Linked DNA regions of Mus musculus: region 1 is linked to region 2. The links are chromatin contacts, called in public Hi-C maps. All regions are on one chromosome and are shown on one strand. The core of a region is the stretch at or near the end of the contact, and the rest is flanking DNA. Distances in the headings are between cores, read along the strand shown. Region 1 overlaps Rbms3 (RNA binding motif, single stranded interacting protein). Region 2 has its middle 36 kb from the start of Gm39449.

The links. Hi-C and Micro-C count contacts between places; a contact is called where the count stands out from the background.
Region 1: a Hi-C map of the N1E-115 cell line shows a contact between it and region 2, with 5 times the contacts expected there. The contact joins two enhancer-like sites.

Annotation. Positions count from the first base shown.
Region 1 is chr9:116,962,874-116,967,550 of GRCm38.p6, reverse strand. The region is part of intron 3 of Rbms3 (RNA binding motif, single stranded interacting protein); the gene reads left to right. Among named protein-coding and RNA genes, the nearest start is that of Gm39452, 230 kb to the left of the region's middle. Within about 2 kb of position 1,745, at least 16 of the 459 cell types and tissues checked have an H3K27ac peak or open chromatin away from gene starts, as enhancers often do. A contact at or near this core is called in the N1E-115 cell line, where this site is marked.
Region 2 is chr9:116,486,759-116,490,813 of GRCm38.p6, reverse strand. No RefSeq gene overlaps it. Among named protein-coding and RNA genes, the nearest start is that of Gm39449, 36 kb to the left of the region's middle. Within about 2 kb of position 1,318, at least 20 of the 459 cell types and tissues checked have an H3K27ac peak or open chromatin away from gene starts, as enhancers often do. A contact at or near this core is called in the N1E-115 cell line, where this site is marked.

The sequences.
Region 1 (4,677 bases), core at 496-2,995, 480 kb before region 2:
TGGCAGTGGTTCCCCTCCAATCAACGCTTGCTCACTAAGACCAGTACCTCTGCTCTGTGCTTGGGAGAACTCTATCGCCGCTGCCTGTTGTAAGACTGGAGCAAGGGGAGGAAGAGGGGAATGGGCAATCAGAGCTTAGATGGTAATCAGTTCTGCCTACCCAGTGGCCTGCAGTGACAGTGTTCTTATAGCTTGCTCCCATCATAGCTACAAACTCAGTAGGATGTTTTGTGAGTACCCCAGGCCCGTTCCTGCAGCCATCATTCTAACATTACCTTCTCTCTATACCAATGGAAGAGACATGTTGCTCAGATAATTCACAGACATCTATGAATGCAGCCTTTCAGCAAAGAGAGGCTTTCTGGAGGTTGGCCTGAAATTTATATCTACATTGACTGCTTGTTAAATCTCTGCCATGCAATAAAGTAATAATTGCCCCAGAAGAAGGCTAGGTAAACTGTGTGGACACTGAGTCTCAATAACACTTGGGCATTTCACCCGTCTCCTCAATAATGATCTTGATCCTAGTTTTGACTCTCAGTCAGCAGCAGTAATGTCTCCTATTTAAGAAAAGTCAACTGTACATGGTGATTTGGTAGACCCATCTGAACTCGGGTATAGCTCGGTATGATTTCTCAGGCACTATAAACAGAGAGAATGTCCGATTTTCAAGTGGTACTTGAAAGCAAGTTCCTTCACTTGTTGAGTTTGTCTGTCTTGTAACTGTTTTATTCAACCAGACTAAAAATCTTATGTCTTTTACCTAGCCTTTACTTTTTGTTTTTTGTTTGTTTTGTGCACAAATTGTAGTCTGTTCACCTCACCTGGAAACAGAGGTTTGCTTGTCCTTTCCAGGTATTACAGCAGTACTTCTGTATACCTACCTCCTGATCTAACTCACATGTGCACATAAAATGGGATGCAGACACGCACAAACACATGCACACAAACACACACACATATACACAGAGATACATACAAACATATACACACAAACACACACATACACACACAAACACATACAAACATGCACAGAAACACACACATACAAACACACATATACATACACACATAAATACACACACACATACAAACACACACATACAGACACACACAAACAGATACACACATACAAACACACACACATACAAACACACATACACACATACACACATACACACCCCATGTGTGTATCAACCGTTGAATATGTAAAGAGACTTTAATGAAACTCCAAACCCATCTTTGCACAATGGGTTTTGAAGGATAAAGGTCCCTGGAATATGTCACCTCTGACTGCAGGAGACAGACAAAGGGCCCTCGGGTGATACTGTAGAGTTAAGTTGTAATTAATATAGATTATTTCTCTAGAAGGTCATCCCACTGGTAGTGCCATGTAATAACAAAACCTTAAGTAAGCGCAGAAGGTACAAAGCATTTCAGGGAAGCATTGATTAAGCCTGTGGATGGAAGACCGAATTCTCAGAATGACCTAATTATCCCACAGTTCCTTTCCTCCCATGGCGCCACTTCCGCCTAATTGCCAAGCTGCAGGCCTGGTCTCCTCTGACCAGGAAGAAAAACAAGCTCTGGCTGGTGGGGGGTGGGGGTAGGAGGGAACAGTGACATTCAGATCTAATTGGCTTGAACCTGTGGCCAAATTAGATGACATAAGAAGGAGGTGGGTGCGCAGCCACCAAGTTGAGTTTGTCCTGGCTAGCCTTTCCTGGGGTGCTGCAGGGTAGAAAGCACCATGAGCTGGGTGGGGCTGCTCTGCTGCCTTTCTCCTGCCAGCTGCAGGGGCAGAGGTGGCCGTGACCAGACTTAATTATTTGTCGGGAAGGAGAGCAAATTGAAACCAAATTAAAGTGATTTTTATCCCTCACTCAACGCATCGCTGTTTCTTATTAGAGCCAGCCTTGTATGTCATTTTGTTTTCTCCCGGCCGTGATGTAGCTCTTACCCTCGTAAACCTCCAAGACGCCACGTTTTCTTCCAGAATGGAAATATCTTTCACGGTTTCTTGAGACATTTTGACCTCTGGTCCCTCACTTAGACCAGTAAAAGTATACATGAATATCCCACAACTGGAGAGTGTTTACTCGCTCTTTATTCTAAGTCTGTATGCAGAATCTTTTGCTTCTTGTTGGCTTGGAGCCACCCCCACAAGTGTGGGGTCCCTCATTGTCCCCAGAATTCAGTCAAAAATTTCCCGAGAGAAAGCTCAGGGTGCCTTGTGGAAATTGGCTAAGTATGTATAGGAGCACAGCCTCCTGAAGAGCCAGACCTAGATTCTCTAATATACTGTGTGGAGAATGGGACTTGAAGTACAAGGAGGAATCTGATGTGTGGGGCAAAAACATCTCCTGTACTAGCTTTGTCAGCTAGCCTATTTCAGCCTATCTGCAGGTGGCAAAGGCTGCCATTTACAGCTACTTAAGATGTTACATGGTCCTCCTCCTCCTCCTCCTCCTCCTCCTCCTCCTCCTCCTCCTCCTGGGAGGTGGAAGTCCCACCTTCTTCCTTTCATCCAGTAACTGACTTCTGCCTTCTTTATTGACACTATCAAGAACCAACCCTCTACCTGCTGAAGGAAGAAATGAATTCAGGGCTATGATGTGGGAAAGGAAGCAAGTCATTGGGGTGGCCTTGTGGGTTTATAAACCAGCCCCCTTCCTACCTGCTCTCTGCCTGACTGTCGATACTGTGACCAGTTTTCTCCTGTTCTTGCTGCCATGCCTCCCCGCTATGACAGAACTAAGAGCCGGGATAAGCCATTCCCTTTCAGTTGCTTGTGTGGGGCACTTGGTCACAGCACTGACTGAGATACGTAACACACACACAGCCAGGGCGCTTCTTCCTTCCAGTGACTGTGGGTTCTGGGGCAGCATGTCTATGTCTGTGCAGAGGTGCCTGGGCCTGCGCCTTCTTGGATAGGATGTTTTATGAATTGTCTACTTGTTTTCACAAAGCTTGGATCTCTTCTCAGCTTGGTCTCCCCTACTTTCCTACTTCTTGCTCAAAACTACAAAGAAGTCTATAGCGTGCCCTAGTAGTTGGCCAAAAAATACTTCTGAATCGCTGAAATGAGTTTTAGTCATTTCCTTTGAATTCACACAATAAGGACACACACACACACACACACACACACACACACACACTCATCTTATAAAGAAAATGAAAACTCAGTTAACCCAATTGAAGGATGAGAGATGACTCCATTAGTTTAAGTGTTTGCAGTACACTAATGAGGCTCTAGGCTCAAACCCAGCACCCATATGAAACATTAGACATAATGATAGACATTTGTAATTGTAATGCTAGAAGATGGAGACAGGCAAATCCCTGGGGCTTACTGGCCACCCAGTCTTGCCTACACAGTAAGTTCCATATGCATTAGACACCATGTCTCAATAAACAAGGTAGACGGGTTCTACCTCAGCACCTAAGTTCTAGGAATGACACCTAAGGTTGAGCATTGGGTTCCTCACACATGTGCACATTGGGAATACATATGTCACACACATACATGTGAATTCATATGTCACATACATGCACATGTAAACACGTATGTACACACATGCACACAACCCTCCAGCATTGACTTCCTATCTTCTATCTAATTTTGTCTCTCAATACTCCCCATTAGCCAAGCTTTTATAAAGTCTATCTACACCTCCTCCTTCCCTCTCCCTCCCCTACTTCTTCCTCATAGAGGGCAGGCTTCAGACTTTACCACGTCACAGACATCTGTACTCTTAAGGACCCTGGGCATTTTCATACACTTCCATGTATGCTCTTTGTCACTTGCCATGTCTCTTTCCCTCTTGAGAGCCTTCCTTGCCTGGTTATGAGAGGACACATTCCTGTTTGTGTCTGTCACCCTCTCTGGTTCTCCTTTGGTCTTTCTTTCCTCCAAATTTGCCTCTGAGACCTAATGGCTGAAGTTGTTCAAGTCAAAATCTAAACCTTTACCCACTCTAGATCATTTTTTCTCTTTTTTTGTAACTAGCATTTTTAAGTTGTTCCCCACTTAATATGTATTTGTAATCTTAGCTTATTTTCTAGCCTGGTGTCGGTTTTGTTTCCTGTTGCTGTGTAAGTACTTGACAAGGCCAACTTAGGAGAGAGAAGGAGTTTGTGTCAGCTTATCTTAGCAGGGAGGTAACCGTAGAATCATGATGTGGCTGGTCATGCTATATCCACGACCCAGAACAGACAGCAGTAAGTCATTCATGTTTGTGCCCAACTCTTTTTTTTTTTCCACCCAGAGACAGTTCAGAGCGAATGGAGCTGCCCATAGTGAATCAGATCTTCCCAAATCACTTAACATAATCAGGGCAATCTCTGAACAGACATTCCCATAAGCAACTTGATCTTTACAACCCCTCATGAAGAATCTCTTCCAGGTGATTCCGTATTGTGGCAGGAGGATATTCAAAGCCAACTATCACAATATCCAACTGCAAATGACTGCATAGGTTCTCACAGGTGTTTTGACTGACCGTGTCTTCATCGTCTCTCACTCCTGGTGAGTCCTCCTCCAGTCTCTTCAATTCAGTAAACCACGGCTCCCTCACCCAGATGCTTATGGTAAAGGAAAATATAATCCGACCAAGCGACAATCCTTGCTGTCCACTCCTGACTTACTCCCAGACTGATCAGCCAATCACCACACCC
Region 2 (4,055 bases), core at 69-2,568:
AGCTAATTAGTGAAAGAGAATTAATAGAAGGAAATGAAATTAAAATGGTACAGGAGGAAACATCCATTTAAGTGATGAGAAGACAAAAATGAATAGCTAGTAAAACAAAATAATAATTATAACAAATTGGAGACTAAATAGAAAATAAGTGCCAGGCATAAATATTAATATGGACATTAATGTAAATATATTCAACATTCCAATCCACAAGCACAGATTGGTACCAGAAAAATGTACAAAATAAAATATTATCAACTCTACAGTATACACACACACACACACACACACACACACATATTTATATAAAACAGACATATCTTAGATTTAAATATATAAGTTAAAATGAATATAAATATAAAAAATTATTCTTCTGTATAGACCAAATGTTAGATCATAAAAGGACATATGTTAAACCCTATAAAAATGAATCAGTAATTTAGAAATGTTCCAAACCATATAAGCTATTGAATTCTAATTTCACTCATTGATGGAGAAAATTGGAAACAAATCCTAGAATCAACATTTAATTTTTTTCATCATGTGAAAATTAATATTCCTAAATTGGTAAAGGATTGAAGGAAAAATTCACAAGGGAGACAGGAAATACTTTTGAGTAAAATTGAAAGGCAGCATTCCAACACATATGAAAGGCAATTAAAACAATGCTTAGAGAGAATCGTAGTGTGAATGCATGGATTTAAAATGCAAAAAGAGGGGCTGGAGAGATGGCTTAATGGTTAACAGAACTTGCTGATCTTGCAAAGGACCAGAACCCTCGTCCAATAGCTCACAACTGCCTGTAATTCTAGTTCCAGGAGATCCAATGCCCTCTTCTGGCCTCCATGGGTACTGCACACATATGGGCACCCCAGAGCAAGATTTATAGCCAGTTCTTTAAATTCTGGATTTGACTGAGTCAAATAAAGTGAAAGAACATTAGAGGGCTATTTCTGACATCAACCTCCTGCCTTCACATGTTCATGTACACAGGCACACATACACACACGAGTCCACACAGCTGAAAACGCAAGTCTTTAACTCCACAAACTAATTTATGAGTCTTCCTTTTGCATACTATGTGATAATAGAAAGACAAGAAAATTCAGAGAAAGAGAAAGTCTTCTGGTTTGAATTAGACAGCCGAGGCCCTGCAAGGCACACCCAGTGCTGGCAAATTTATAAAGCCAAAACAAAAGGAATCCCAGTGCAGAAATGGCTGTTTGCTGGGTGAACCCACTTCCCTCCCAACTCTGCTTGGCAGATCTGTACCCTGATTATTCCATCTGGAGATAATTGTGTGACATCATCCATAAAATTAAATCATAATCAACCTAACTAGCAAACAGGCCAGCAGGCTGCTTCACAGCCACACACAGGATAAAGGAGATGATTCATCTCAATGGGAGACAAGGGGGTGGAATGAAATGTGGATGGTGCAGAGTGGGTGACCCTCAGCGTGTGCACAGGCTCGCAGCTGGCAACGTGCCCAAGCCCATGCCCGGGAATGCCAGGGCCACTGCCATGTACCTGCATTGCCCATGTGTGATGAGGAGAGGCGATCTCCTTAGAAATAGATCCATAGGTTGCATTATAGAGACGGTGCATATCCAAAAGTAAACATTCCCATTTTATGATAAATTATCCGCTATGGGAAATCACAAAGAAGGGAAAGACATATATAGTAGTATAAGGCAAAATGTCCCCTGTCAGCTCACTTTTGGAAGAGAGTGTTGCATAGTCTGTTGGTTAAGTGGGTGGAAATGAGTGAGGAGTAGTGTATTTCTGAGAAGAGTCTCCTTTGTAAGGCAATAAGGTGTGGTTCTAAATCAGTTCCTGATGCAAGAAGCAACAGAATCATTAAGACAGTCCACATTAGAGTGGGCAGAGATGGAGCTCAGTTCATAGCATGTATGCTGAATATGCTTAAAGGTCCATACCTAGTGCTTCATTACGGTGGTGGAGGCTATAAGCCCAGAACCCAGGACGTGGAGGTCGAAGGATCCGAAGTTCAAGGTTATCCTTGGCTACCCACCACCCTTCTAAATAAAAACGATGACCACTCATGCAAATATGTCTGAAGGACTCTGGGTTAATGTACACATGCGAGTTTCTTGTGGATTCACACTGTTCACAATAGCTAAGAGATGCAGTAGCAGCTTAGATGTCCATCAGAAGATAAATGATAAAGAAAATATGCTATATATTCACAATGGGACTTTTTCAAACCTCAAGAAAATTAAGTCGTGGTATTTGCAGGAAAACAGCTGGAAAGAGAGATCATTATGTCAAGAGAAATAAGACTCGGAAAGCTAAGCACAGCGTTTACTCTCCTATGGGGAATCTAGATTTACATGTGTTGGGGGTGGGAGGAGAGGGACCACATGAGACAAGGAAGAGTTCGGTGATGGAATCCATGTGTCTTGTAGGCAGGGGAGGGACTATTTGGGGCGAGGAAGGATACCAGGAAGAGAGAAGCAGAAGGGACTGGGCGAGGGGGAGGCAATGGAAAAGGAAGATGAATAAGAACAAAGTCTAATGACTCATGTATGCAAACTCCACAATGAAAACCATCACTTTGTACACTAACTTTAAAATTTGAAAGAGAGAGAGAGAGAGAGAGAGAGAGAGAGAGAGAGAGAGAGAGAGAGAGGCAGAAATAGAATAGACCAAGACAAATGCAATGCAAGGTTTGTTCCTGTTGGTTGTTCCAAGTGCTTCTGCCGTGGCTGGACAGATGAAGGGCTTCTAAAAGTCCACGGTCATCTCAGACTCTCACCACCAGGAAGCACAGATTTGGGCCAAACCATTTGAGACACTTGGCCTTAATGACTGGAGATTTCCATGGAGACCCCTGTAAATGTGAAATGCAGCTGTAGGCTGAGTTTCTGAATTTTCCAAGTAGCAACAGTGCCAGATGTTAGGAAGCTGGTGGCTCTGGAGCATCTGCAGTGAGAAGGTCACTGCCCATCTGTGAGGATGTGAGCACAAAACAACGGAGAAGAGGAGAAGAGAGAAGTTCTTGTTTTCCTCTGAATAGCATCAGGAACTGTAGCACATATAGAAGACATTTAAAAAATGTATTCTTTCATTTTATTATTTATATTGAGTATACATAATATGTGTATTGACCTATATTGTATTTATAAATCTAGAGACCTAGTTAGTTTTGGAAAAAGTTCTAAAATGTGGGTCAATCAGAAAATGAGTAATTTTTCATACAAATGAAAACTGTTTGCCTGCCTTATTGTCTTCTGTTAATCTCCTGCCTCCAGGAATATTTGTTGTCTGATTTGATGAGAGCCATGCAGACCAAGTATATAATGGCAATAGGCATTCTGTCTTTATTGTCCTTATTTCACTAGCTAGGGATCTTTCTGATATAAACCTCAAGAGCTCAGAGGAGTATGCGAAAAGCAAGGAATCCATTATGAAAAGCAAACTCACATAAAGATGTAAAAAGGACAGCCATATCTGTGTCCTAGGATGACCTAGACATACCTGGCAGAGGACTACCTCAGACACAGCTGTGTCCATGCCTGCCCTGTTGTTCTCTCTTCTGTCTCCCCCTCTTCTAACTCCTTCTACCTTGATTAGTTTGTACCGTGGTTCTAATCCTATCTTGTTGATTTTACTCTGAAGACTAAGAGATGGCTCAGTGGCTCACTGGAGGATCTGGGTTTGGTCCTTAGTACCTATGTCAGGTATCTTATAACTGAGGCCTTCCTCTGGCTTACACATGCATGCACACGCACATAACACACACACACACACACACACACACACACACACACACACCTACACACCTACACACCCACACACATACACACACACACACACACACACACACACACATTCGCCTACCTTCGATTTCCTTCTAAGCTAAGTGGAAATAGTCACATGCTTCCTTGAGACCTGGGATATCCCATAACATGAGGCTATTTCTCAGTGATTTCTGCTAACTTGGAGTGGCATGCCTGAGTGCATATGAAGAAAACAGGTGAGTGTCTTCCTGATTAGAGCCAGACTAGTATGCATTTGGCCCATGATGATAAGCG